2 separate regions of the Danio rerio genome follow, and region 1 is linked to region 2. A link is a contact called in public Hi-C data. All regions are on one chromosome and are shown on one strand. The core of a region is the stretch at or near the end of the contact, and the rest is flanking DNA. Distances in the headings are between cores, read along the strand shown. Region 1 holds the start of LOC141380670 (a long non-coding RNA gene). Region 2 holds the start of LOC556735 (solute carrier organic anion transporter family member 5A1).

Evidence for each region. A called contact is a pair of places that touch in the nucleus more often than the background predicts.
Region 1: a Hi-C map of an unstated tissue shows a contact between it and region 2, with 6 times the contacts expected there. The contact joins the enhancer-like site here to the promoter of LOC556735 in region 2. A contact is called at or near these places in 3 of 18 Hi-C or Micro-C datasets (embryo and an unstated tissue).

What each region holds. Positions count from the first base shown.
Region 1 is chr24:23,827,892-23,834,660 of GRCz12tu, reverse strand. It overlaps LOC141380670 (a long non-coding RNA gene), which reads left to right and starts at 751. Exons shown (of 4, transcript XR_012399284.1): 1 at 751-808; 2 at 2,045-2,203. It also overlaps a transcript of LOC556668 not described here. Within about 2 kb of position 4,295, at least 3 of the 62 cell types and tissues checked have an H3K27ac peak or open chromatin away from gene starts, as enhancers often do.
Region 2 is chr24:23,461,524-23,467,424 of GRCz12tu, reverse strand. It overlaps LOC556735 (solute carrier organic anion transporter family member 5A1), which reads right to left and starts at 4,252. Exons shown (of 10, transcript XM_679609.9): 1 at 4,195-4,252; 2 at 2,440-3,727. The coding sequence starts at 3,391.

The sequences.
Region 1 (6,769 bases), core at 3,046-5,545, 370 kb before region 2:
CATATGTAGACATATACACTGATGCTTTTGGTGCAGCACATGATGTTGCCAGTTTCGGAATATGTGGTTTCTTTATCTCTTGTAAGTATTCATCTCAAACATGAAAATCAACCACCACAAAGGGCCTTTTATTCAATTGCTTGTGTTGTGTCACAAGTTAGCAAAGTTAACTGAGGCCCCCTAGTGGGCCGCTGCAGATAACTAGTCCATTTAACCTTAACATGACGTTGACTGCTATTTTGCGAGGTCAAACCTTTCCTTCATAGGACTGATGTTTCGTAATCTGTTTTGAACAACTTTCATGTGACTGGATTTCTCATACCATCTGGATGACAGCAAGGTGCCCCAATTTATCAGACGTTTACATAAGGTCTGGTCGACAATAAGTAGCTTGCTAATAACCATATTTCTCTTCACATTTATAAATAGGTAGAACTTTAGAATGCGTTATTTGTTTAACTCCGTTTTATATGTTCTATTTTAGATTAAAAAAAAAAAAACAGTTACAAAAATGATTTTTAAGTCATGGATTTGTATATTTACAATGATGTGGTTATTTATTAGGCAAGGCAACATTCTTGCTTTTTTAACATTTAGGCAAACAATGTTTTAGCCATAAAATAGGCCTACAAGGTCACGAAAACTGGGCCACAGATCTGCTTTGTTTATCGTTGTAATTCTTCCAAACGACCAAAAGAGGTCAGGAGAAAGTCGTTGTCAAGATTCATCAGCTTGAGCATTAGAAAGCAGGGACAAAGAGCTGTTGTTCAGTCATGCAAGATTGCTCCATAAATCAAGACCACTGATGGTAACATGATAAGCAGACATATTTCTTTGTGGAATCATGATTGCTTTTTGCTAGTTTTGCTTGAATGTGTTGCTAAATAGATGAATACACTTTAAGTTTTTTAAAACCCCAAACAAGACTTGTGTTTTCTTTAGGAAACACCGGTTCTGTTTTAGGTTAATTACTATGACCGTGGTTTGCTAGTCTTAGCTGGTGTAAAATGCCAAGCTGGTGTTTGCTGTTCTAATATTCCAGCTTAACTTGGTGTTAAGTTAGTGAGTAAGCTGGTTTTTGTTTGAGTGTCTAAACTGTCATGAAAGAAACACTTTTAAAAACGAAATTGAGACACAGCTAACCTGAATTTGTTACCAAAATGCATACATGTTGGCTTGTGAGGTCTATTTTGATAATCTCCACTAAACACAGCAGTCATTCTTAGCTGGTTTAAAGGAATAGTTCACCTAAAAACAAAAATGTACCTACTATTTACTCACCTTGAAGTGTTTATAAACCTCTGTGTTTCTTTCTTCTTTTGAACACTAAAGAACATATTTTGAGATATAATTTTATAAGAAAGCTGAAAATCTGTGAACATTCGCTTTCCTAGTAGGAAAAACAAAATGCATATGCATTTCTAAAGCCTATTTAAAAAAATCTCCCACAAAATAAACTTGTGTTTTCTGTAGGAAATGCTGGTTTTGTCTTACTCTCTTTAAGCAGTTTAACCAGACTAAGAGGGTTTGTCAATCTTAGCAGGTTTATGATGGTCTCTCTGTCTTATCAAAACGATCTTATACGTTTTAAGCCATTCTTCCATCCTTAAGCTAGAGTTTAGCTTAGTTGTTTTTTTAGTCTGATTGGAATATGTTTTAGCACTGGAATGTGCAAATAGGTTTGCAAACTAGACACCACTAAATAACCTGCCCCTTTTTTTTTTTTTTAAGTTTTCAGTTTAATCTAGAATAAGATGATTAGCTTTTCTAAGCTGTTTTAGGCTGGCCTCTTATCTGACTAGCTTAAATATGCTTAAACCACATGTAAATCCATCAAATAGGCTAAATTGGATATTTTTCATCCATATTGTAGTCTTTGTGCCTATTTGAATGAGAGTAAATGGGAAGCAGATAATACTAAATGTTTTAAAACAAACTTCAAAAAGTGCTTGAGAAACACAGAATAAAAATACTGTGCTGACATCTATTTAGATTTAGCACAAGTGTAAGATGCTGTTTGAATAAAGTTGGCTTTACTCTGCAGGGTATCCAAGATCCTGGCACTGCCAGCTGGAAGAACCACAGGCTGATGCCAACACCCTCCCTCTCTCTTTACCTGGCAATGTGCCCTCTGCGTGCCCGTGCCGTGCACTGAGTTGCTGCGACAACCAAAGCAGTGAAGTGGAGCAGTCCCAGCTGCACAGTGAGTAATCCTGCTCTTACAGTCAGTCTTCATGCACACACATGCATTTACTGACCCAAACTTGCACTCTCAGTCAACTATTATCTCACTGTATATCACTCTTCCTTCACGCACACATGCTGAGTCTTTCTTTTACGGTCATGCTTATCAGAAAACAGTCGACACCGTGACAACAATGTGAATTGCGTTAATGAAGTCCTGCCATTGTCCTGTCCAGTTTACAGCATGTGAAGCACTGGGGTCAAGCACAGGGCAGCAACTCACAGCACCACTGATTTCAGCTCTGTCTCAATTCTTGTTGCCTTTTGCCTGATTCCCTGAATTCTTGGACTAAAAGTTATTTACAACACCAACAAGTCACATTCTTTAAATTCTTGTGTTACTCTACTTTTCCTTTGGAGCCCTCCCCACCCCCCTCTTTCTCTTTCTCTGTCATGTGGTCAGTGATGTTTTTGGTACAATAGTTGTAGTTCTAAAGTAAAATTGCTTCAGGCACATAACTAGGTGTTCCTTCAACTACAGGTACTTTATGTTCCAGAACATACAGCTTTTCTTCCTTTTTCATATTCTGAACCCACACTTGGAGGGCAAATCAAATGTGTTATGTAGTATTTTTCATTAGTAAATTGTACATATGCAGCGAGGCAGTGGCGCAGTAGGTAGTGCTGTCGACTCGCAGCAAGAAGGTCACTGGGTTGCTGGTTCGAACCTCGGCTCAGTTGACGTTTCTGTATGGAGTTTGCATGTTCTCCCTGCCTTCGTGTGGGTTTCCTCCGGGTGCTCCGGTTTCCCCCACAGTCCAAAAACATGCGGTACAGGTGAATTGGGTAGGCTAAATCGTCCGTAGTGTATGAGTGTGTGTGTGAATGTGTGTGTGGATGTTCCCAGAGATGGGTTGAGGCTGGAAGGGCATCTGCTGCGTAAAAACTTGCTGGATAAGTTGGCAGTTCATTCCGCTGTGGTGACCCCGGATTAATAAAGGGACTAAGCTGACAAGAAAATGAATGAATGAATTAATGAAATTGTACATATTTTAGTATGCTCTTTTTTGTTGTTGTCATAATACATAGTTATGGTATACAGCAAGTGCTGTATATACTGTAAGAATTTGCAGATGTCCAAAATATGCTTATAGCTTATAAATCTTTGTTTATTATTATTATTATTATTATTAATAATAATAATAATCAACAGTTTTCAACCTTTCCACTGTATAAATGTTTTAACTTACTTAATATATATATGTATGTATATATATATATATATATATATATATATATATATATATATATATATATATATATATATGTATGTATGTATGTATGTATGTATGTATGTATGTATACACACACACACACACACACACACACACACACACACACACACACACACACACACGTATATATATATATATATATATATTTCCCGCATTATATAAGATATTATGTTTAATATTTTTATTCCGCTGTGGCACCCTCTAAAATAGAGACTAAGCTCAAGGAAAATTAAAGAATAAATATCAGTGACCTATGGTGAGGTTTGTGGCTGGTAAGGGACTGACTCTTTCAGGATCATATTTACAAATATGCACACAATATATTTGCCAACTACCGATTTTGTTTCATATATCATAGCAGCATTATTTCTATACAAATGGCATTTTCTATACACATGGCAATGTTGAGCGATTTTGATCATAAAAATGATTGAAACCATTTGAATCATACAGAAATTACACACACACACACACACACACACACACACACACACACACACACGCACACACACACACACACATATATATATATGAATGAATGAATGTATAACTGAATGTATATATAATAAATTAATGTATATACACGATGAATATATATTATGTGAATGAATGAATATATACATACATTTTATATTTATTTATTATATTCATAAATAAAATGCATTTGAAGGGATCAGAGGTGAAGAAAAAGCCAAGTATCATGGCTCAGCAGTCCTTGTATGGCACCCTTAGAAGGTCAGCTGGCACATCTGCTATGATCATGGGCATCGTGACTGTGTGGAGAGCAGGGCTTGACTCAGATCTGACTCACTGCTCCTGTGGGTTCATTTCTCCACTGATCTCGCAGCTCTTGCCCTCAGCTGTGCCAGGAATGGACTCACACAAGCTCTGGCACAGAAAAAAACGAGCGACTGATGAAAATAAATAACGTACTACTGAGTTCCGGATCAGTGTGGGGACATTATGCTGTGTTGTTTGGCCCCTGTGATAGTCAGATATTTAGAGAAACTGCAGAGCTTGATGATGACAACTATGAATTTGTCAAACAGAACAATGAGTACGTGCTGTGCGTTTCTATTCTAGTGATGGTGATAATAATGCTGATGATTAAGATAATGACACAAGCTTTAGCTGTTGTTACTAGTGTGAGGTCAGCGTTGTAATAAAGTGGTATATTTCTTTTTAATATTCAGGTGGTGCAGTCACATGGGGGATGATGCTAGTCACTACAATAGACAATGACTTAACCATTGCATCATTAAATGAGGCGTTCATGTGATAAAAGTAATCCTTGGTGGAGACATAATGCTGATTCATTATCAGATGATGATAATGGTGATGATAATGATGATGAGAGATCACATGTGTAACACCAGCTACACTTTTGTTTAATAAATTATGCCTTTATGCACACAGACCTATGTGAATGTATGTATGTACTGTATGCTTGTGATAATCTGACTATAGAAAAAAGTATTTGTTTTCTGGAATATACATGTGTTATTATTAATTGTTAGAAGTATGGTACACAATATAAACACCTTTTAGCTAGTATGGGGTTAACAGCTTATAATGATGATGATGATGGTGATTAGAGATCACACGTGTAACACCAGCTGCCCTTTTGTTATTAAATCGTGCATTTATGCACACAGACCTATGTATTTATACAATAATCCAAGCATAAAAACATGTATTAATGTAGTTTGTCAGAAAAATGATATCACCTTTTAGTTGATATGTGTTTAACAACTGTTAAAGCTGTTGCTTTTGTATTTTTATATTGAATTTTTATAGAATCATTTTAGCCATATTAGGAATTATAAATTACAGTTTTTTTTCAGTGGCTTTGGTGCATTTCTCACAACACTATTTACATTTGCACAATAGTTCATGCATTTTTCAAAACAATTAATAATTTGTGCTCATCATAGTAACAGTTTCTCATTCCGTCCAACAAATTGCAAATGCTTTTGCACTCTCTGCTGTTTTATAACATCATAAATTGCTTATGTCATATCAGTCAAATTTAACTAAACTTGTAAATTCTTAATAGTCACTCCATATTAAACTAATAGTCCTCATTTCATTACTCGAGTCATTGCATACAAAAATGTTGAACTAGTCAAAATCAGTCAAGCTAATTTTATTTTTAAAAATGTAAATCTTTTTTTTTCCCCTAAAAATGTCTTCTAAATTAAACAATTTCAGGAATGATTAACAGACCTATGTATGTTTTAGGTATGTGGTAGGTTTCAATATGTACGTCAATATTGTTTACAGTTGTGCACAGCTCCACCCAAATTAAGTTTATGTTTGTTGTAAATAAGTGTGTATTTATTCTTTTGCACAATGTTGTGACTAAATTAGAATTGCAAAGAGCAAATGCAATAAAAATGTGAAACATACATATTTAGTGTCTTGTACTCATACCTCACTAAATGCATTAATGTCTAACTTTAATGTAGTTTTTAAATGGCTGTGCAGATAGTTCTGTCTTGAGCATTTTCAGGAAGTGTCACCAAAATCTGACTGTTTTGAATTGGAAAACATGTACAGAATAAACTGACATAATGAAAACATGACAAATCCATTTGAATTTCTTGTCTATAAACAATGGTGTCAGGAGTTTTCATCTTGTTGACACTGACGCTTTCATTGGCATCAATACTTGCTTTTGAGGAATGAGCTATCCATTTTGAGCAAGTGACACACTTTTGCAGGTTATCAACTAGATTTTGCAGTTTGTTCTAATTGTTTAGAGAAGTGCATTAACTGTTGTGTAAATGTAAATAGTGTTGTGAGATATGCACCAATGCAACTGAGAAAAACTGTAATACAGAATTACTTTTTTTAAAATTTAATAGTATCATTTGTTTATTGTACCAATATGTTATTATTTAGACTTGCTATATTTGTGTTTTTAGTTTATTATTTAGTTCTTTGGTTCGTAATCATAGGATGAGCAATTTAAGTGCTATATGTAACCTATCAAGAACCTATAATAGTTCCCCAGTTGTTCTTTGGGGTAGTTATACACTATGAAATGGGGTTAAGTAGCACTTAAATTGGTTCCCCTAAGATTACAAGCCAAAGAAACACTTTTAGTGATACATAGCACCTTAACCACCCCAAAGAACAACTGGAGAATAACTACAGCCATTCAAAACATTACAGGTTATTTATAGCTTCTTCATTTATGCATTCTATTTAACATTGTATTTTTAATGCATTACATAATTATTAGCCCCCCTGCTTATTTTGTTCCCGAATTTCTGTTTAACGGAGGG
Region 2 (5,901 bases), core at 3,003-5,502:
ACTTCATGTGTGAAAACGTTGATCAATACATTGACTTTAAGGCCGCAGCATATGTACTTTATAATAGAGGGCACTTTACTCCACAGACTGTGTGTGTGCATGTTCACTGAAGCATTATGAACCATCACAAAGCCCGATAATCTCTGTGCTTCTTTAAAAGAGGCTGTCTGGGAGTGTGTCCAGCTGGGGGTTACAGTCAGACGGGTGGTGCCCCACACAGAGGGTCCATCACTGCCCCACTTACTCACCAAGCTGAAGATAAAGGGCTGTTCTTATAAAATTCAGAACCACTGGTCTGTCACAGTTAATCTTGTAACTAAAGCAGCTTTGTTTTTGTCTAAACCTGTCACTATCCACACTCTCAACATGCTTTCACGGTTACCATGGTTATGACTTCACATGCTGATGATAACACAATGCTGAATAAAACCAAAACAAGAAGATTATTTGATTGCTGATGTCACCCTGTTTCACGCATGGAACAGTTTCTTCGATGCAAGTCTCTGTAAACATAAGAACAGCCAAAAGGGCTTCATACAAATTCATCAGCACGCTCAATTGCAGGGTGGAAGGAATGGGATTTGGAAAAGATTACGGATAAAGGTATATGACAGAGGAAAGAACAAGGGTCATGTGATCAACCCCCCTTGACTTGTAATGACGCTTGGCTCTGGGCCAGGATTAGTTTTGTTTTTTCCCAAAAAATGTAAGCAACCATTTGAAAATGATCAGTTTCACTTAATTTACTGGATTCAATAGGTTCGTACGAGTTTTGTTTTAATTTTCTCAAATTCAATTAGGCATCTTCCTATTTTAAAGAAACACTGTACTTTAGAGCTTTTTTAAGCAAATGACAAACTGATACTGTTCAAAAGTATTGTTTTCCTTTCTTGTGATTGAAATTCAGTGTTATTGTGAGTAAATTTTTAACTTGTAACTAAGTTAAGTTAGAACAGTGATTTGGTGTCGAGAACAATGAAAATTTCTGAAAATATGGCACGTTTTTGGTATTTTGACCACCTCTCAATTTATGATCTACATGACTATAATTTGAAATATAGAAATGCTAACATTTGTTTGTAAAACTAGACTAAATATGCAAATGTATACAGTAGTCAACATTTAAAGATTAAAAAAATAAAAAAAGGGTTTTGCTCTATACTTTTAAAGGATTTGAACCACTTCAAATTTTGACTACTTTCATAGCCCGCATGGTAAATGGGGTGGTATCTTGGGGTGGGAAAAAAGTATCTTTTTGCAGTTATTCACCTCATTTTCTATTTAATTGTGAGGTTTAATAGTGACATTTTAAGCGCTGTTTTTAGCTGTATTAGCTTATCATAACCACACATTTTTATGTACCAAAATTATCTTCTAAAGATTTAGAACAAATAAATATGAAAAAATACTTTTTTATATACAATTTTATTACATCATCATATATAATGGATTATTTTTACAAGCCTGTTATAACACATTTAATCAGCATCCTAATTAAATCCTTAAAAGTTTTTAAATATTTAGAATTTTTATTTATTTATTTATTTATTTATTTATTTACATATGAACATTTATATGCATTTATGAACGTATTATATCATCTTTGCTTCAAATTACAAAAAACAAAGTACTGCTTGTGTGCAGCCTTTCTATTCTATGGGACAAGACAGTAAATTTAATGTTATTCTCTCCTCTGGCTGCCGTCATCAGACTCACACATTTTTTTCCCCTTTTTCTTTATAACATCATCGAGGAGTTTTTCTTTTATTATTTTCGCAAAAAAGTTTGTAAAAAAAATAATAATTTGTTGCATTCTCCCATTCAAGTTTTCCTCAACTATGGCGAGTTCCGCTACTGAGGAACCCGGAAATATGAAAAGGACCTATTAGGAGAAAAAAACATTACCCTATTGTGTCATTTATTAGGCAAATAACAAACTGGCAGCACATTCAACTTTCCTTAGTCAGAATATGTCCATTTGAATAATAAAAAAATGTAAACATAATAATAATGTTATTAATAATATAAATTAATATAAATCTTTATGATTTTTCTAGCCTCTCCAGTAAAATATAGACATGAAAATTCACAGATAACAACACTAGCTAAATTAGTAATTAAATAAATTTTAATATGTGCCACTTTTAGGGCTTCACACCTTTTCATTGGTAATTTTTTTGTTGCTTCAAGAATAAGATCCAAGATTACTTCTTCATTTAAAAACAACACAGTAGTGAAAGATGACTTCACTAACATCAAAATGTATGTTTTCTTGCACAGCTAGATGTTAAACTCATGAAAAATATTAGTCTACATTGAACAAAGCTGATTAGCTGAAGCGACAGACAACAAAAGATTGGTCTTAAAGCCTTTTTGATTGGTTATTATCACTATTTGTGATGGCATAGCAGTCAAAATTTTTAAAAAAAAGTGTCTTACCGAGATAAAGGGATGCATTCTCTTTCTTCACATTATCATCCAGGTATGTTGGTCCCAGTGTGTAGATAGGAGTGGATCCCATGCCCACCAGGACCTGGGCGCAGACAAACAGGGCCACATATATAGAGTGATCATTGCCTTCTTGGTCCCTTGGACAGGACGACACATCCAGAGCATCTCTGCTCCTGTTCCCATTCAAACACAGGCCCTCATTCCCCATGGATGAGTTGACCTCTTTGATTTGATAAGGTGGAGAGATGAAGTGCGGAAGGGAGAAAAGAGCAGCTCCTACCGCGATAAACACTCCTCCTACTGCCAACCAGCGTGGCCTTTGACCTCGACCTCCAAAATAACTGATGAAGACCACCACTAGCAGACTTCCAATGTCAAAGCAGCTGACCAGCAGTCCCGATTCAGAGCTTCTAAGGCTGTATCTCTTCTCGATAGTGGTGATGACACTACTAAGGTAACCAGAGACCATCAATGACTGGATGAACGTCAGGTAGCACATGCAGAACAGAAAACACCTAGAGTCGGAGAGAATCACCCTCAAGTACTTCCTCACAGGGAAGCGGATGAGTCTTGCCAATGAAAAGCCTAGTTTTTTGCCACCTGCTCGGTTGGCTTCAGTTCTCATTGAGCTGCTGAGACCCACCATACTGGACGCCGAAGGGGAGAAATCAGTTCTGGTGGGTGAATCCAATTCACTCGAGTATCCTTTCTGACGCAGGTCGTTGAACACCAAGCATTGGTCGGTGTTTACTAAAGTCTGAGTTGTACTGACCAGCCTTGGATCTAATGTCTCATTAATGGTCGGACAGTCGCCGTTAAGAACAGGCAAGCTTTTGGATTTGAAGCAACCACCTGTATCTCCATATTGTCCCTGGAATTCACAGACCTCCAGAGACTCGGATACATCACTCCTGGTCTCATCATTATATGATGATGTCATATTGACTACTTGGAGTCAATAGGAAGATAGCCAAGAAGTACTTTGAAATTTAATTAAAACTTCACAGCACATTAGACAGGACAAAAAGGTAAACGATGACTAGACTTTTAAACATGATTACTGAGTATAGCTGTTCAACAGCTACTTGTCTACTTAATTCTCATCATAAGTCCAAAAGATAAAGAAATTGGATAAATTATATAACATTTAAATGTTTACAGCTGCCTACAGTTATAGTGAAGCAGCAAAAAGTTGCATCCATCTCGTGAATATCGTTGATATTGATCTCTGGTCATGGTGCTGGAATTATTATTTGAAGATGAATGATTCGGAACCCTAAAGAGAATGAAAATAAAAGCAAACTAACATTAATATTTATTTGTTAACTATTCAAGAAGCAACACAAACAGCGTTGGATGATCCTGTCAGTTGTTTTGTGAAGTCGCGCTGCTGTCTGGTAGATTAGTGGTAACGTAGAGCAAGACAAAGAATAACAGTAAACGTGCGGCAGTGCGCTGATAAAACACAGTCAGGAAAACTACAAACCGTGTCAACCTTTCTGAATTACGCGTTTATTTAATACAACTAATTACCGACGTAATGTTTACGAAAACAAGACTTTATACTATTGTGAAATTTAGAAAAATACAGTAAAACATTCTGTCAGTTCAAACAGCGAGTCTTTCACCGAATTCATCCACAGTGCATCGCTACAGCTAGACCCTAATCTTTAAGTGAAATATCAAGACATAACAACAATGAAGTGGCTGAAGAGTGAGTTGAATGAGGAGTAATGTACTTACACGGCTGATACAGACAGAGGTAGTGAGTTGTTGTCCTCGAAACGGATTGTGAGTGAATGAGATTGCGGATTTGATGAAGAGGGTGACGGAGCCCTCTAAGTGCATTCTGGGAAGTGAAGTTTCTTATAAAGTCTAAAATAAAGCAAATATTTTCTAAAATAAAGTAATTTATATTTTGATGACCATACAAATCATTGCAAAACGACCCGAAAACACACTTTGTTAAACATTTTTCGGCGACCACAATAATAGTTGCTACAACAGTTGCATTAAATATTTTTTATTAAAATATGATTTCAAATAAATTTAAATTATTTAAAATCAAAATATTATGAATTAATTAGCATTTAAAATATGCAACTTATTGTGTCCACATTGCAGCAGCAGTAGTTTACCAAACCAAAAGCACTGTTTATGAAAACATGTTTAATGTGTGGAGAGTTTTAAAGTAAAAGGATACAGATAAATAAGCATTCTACGTAAATTAAATAAATAAATAAATAAATATATAAATGGATTTGTAGGCTACTAAGACACCCACTAAATGCTATTCAGTGTAACAATGCCTATAACAATCTTGACCTAACAATAATCATTTGATGACATTCATTCATTTATTTTCTTTTCGGCTTGGAATGACCCGCAAACATCCAGCTCATGTTTGTGCAGCGGATGCTCTTCCAGCTGCAACCCATCTCAAGGGAAACATCCATACAAAGTCATTTACACTCATACACTATGGACAATTTAGCTTACCCAATTTGCCTGTACCACATCTTTGGAATGTGGGGTAAACTGAAGCATTTGATAACGTATTCATTCAAATAATATATATTACTAAATGCAACATTCAGTTTGAATTGAAAAAACTTTTCTAATTTTGCTGCATAAAACATATGCCAGAGTAATTGGTGGTTCATTCTGCTGTGGCAACCCCAGGGACTCACTAATATTGAGTGAATAGTGAGTATTTTTTATTACCAATTAAAATTCCTATATCAAATCAGACAATTTAACTCTTTTTTCGAGTAAAACTTGGCTATTTAGCTTTTTTTAAAAAGGGGATAAATACTGTAATTACTCAAAAATGAACTGTACTCTTTTCCAGTGGATAACTGATATTACTACAATAACTACTTGCTTTGTAAATTATAATTCAGAATCACACATCAGGCCATAAATAACTCAAATCCCTAAAGGTTTTACCCATTTGTCAACAAATCTACAACAATGTAAACTATTGCATGATCACTTACACATACACACACATACATTCTACTTACATAATATTTTATGTATTTTTAATAAGATGAAAGTATATGAAAGTAAGAAGGGAAATGCTATTACAACGTATTCCCATACAAGAAAGACCTTTCCACTGCACACTTATATAATTTCATCGTATTTCCCCAGCACACCTTTCATCCTCATTTTTTTTTTCTTTTCATTTTTGGACAAACTAGCCTAATAATTTTACAGTTATTAATACTTTAAAATTAACTGTTGAGAATAACTTAAACTGTAACCCTCAAACTACAGTCTGTTTGGCGACCAAGGGTGGGAAACCCTGGGCTAGCGATGCTTGTTAAAGATAAACAAATCATATAGCGAACAGTTTAAAAATAGCTTCTCACACCATTGTTGGATAGTTTTTTCCAGGAATGCTGGAAGTTTTTCCTCTGACTCATGTCTCTTCCAACAGAAAAC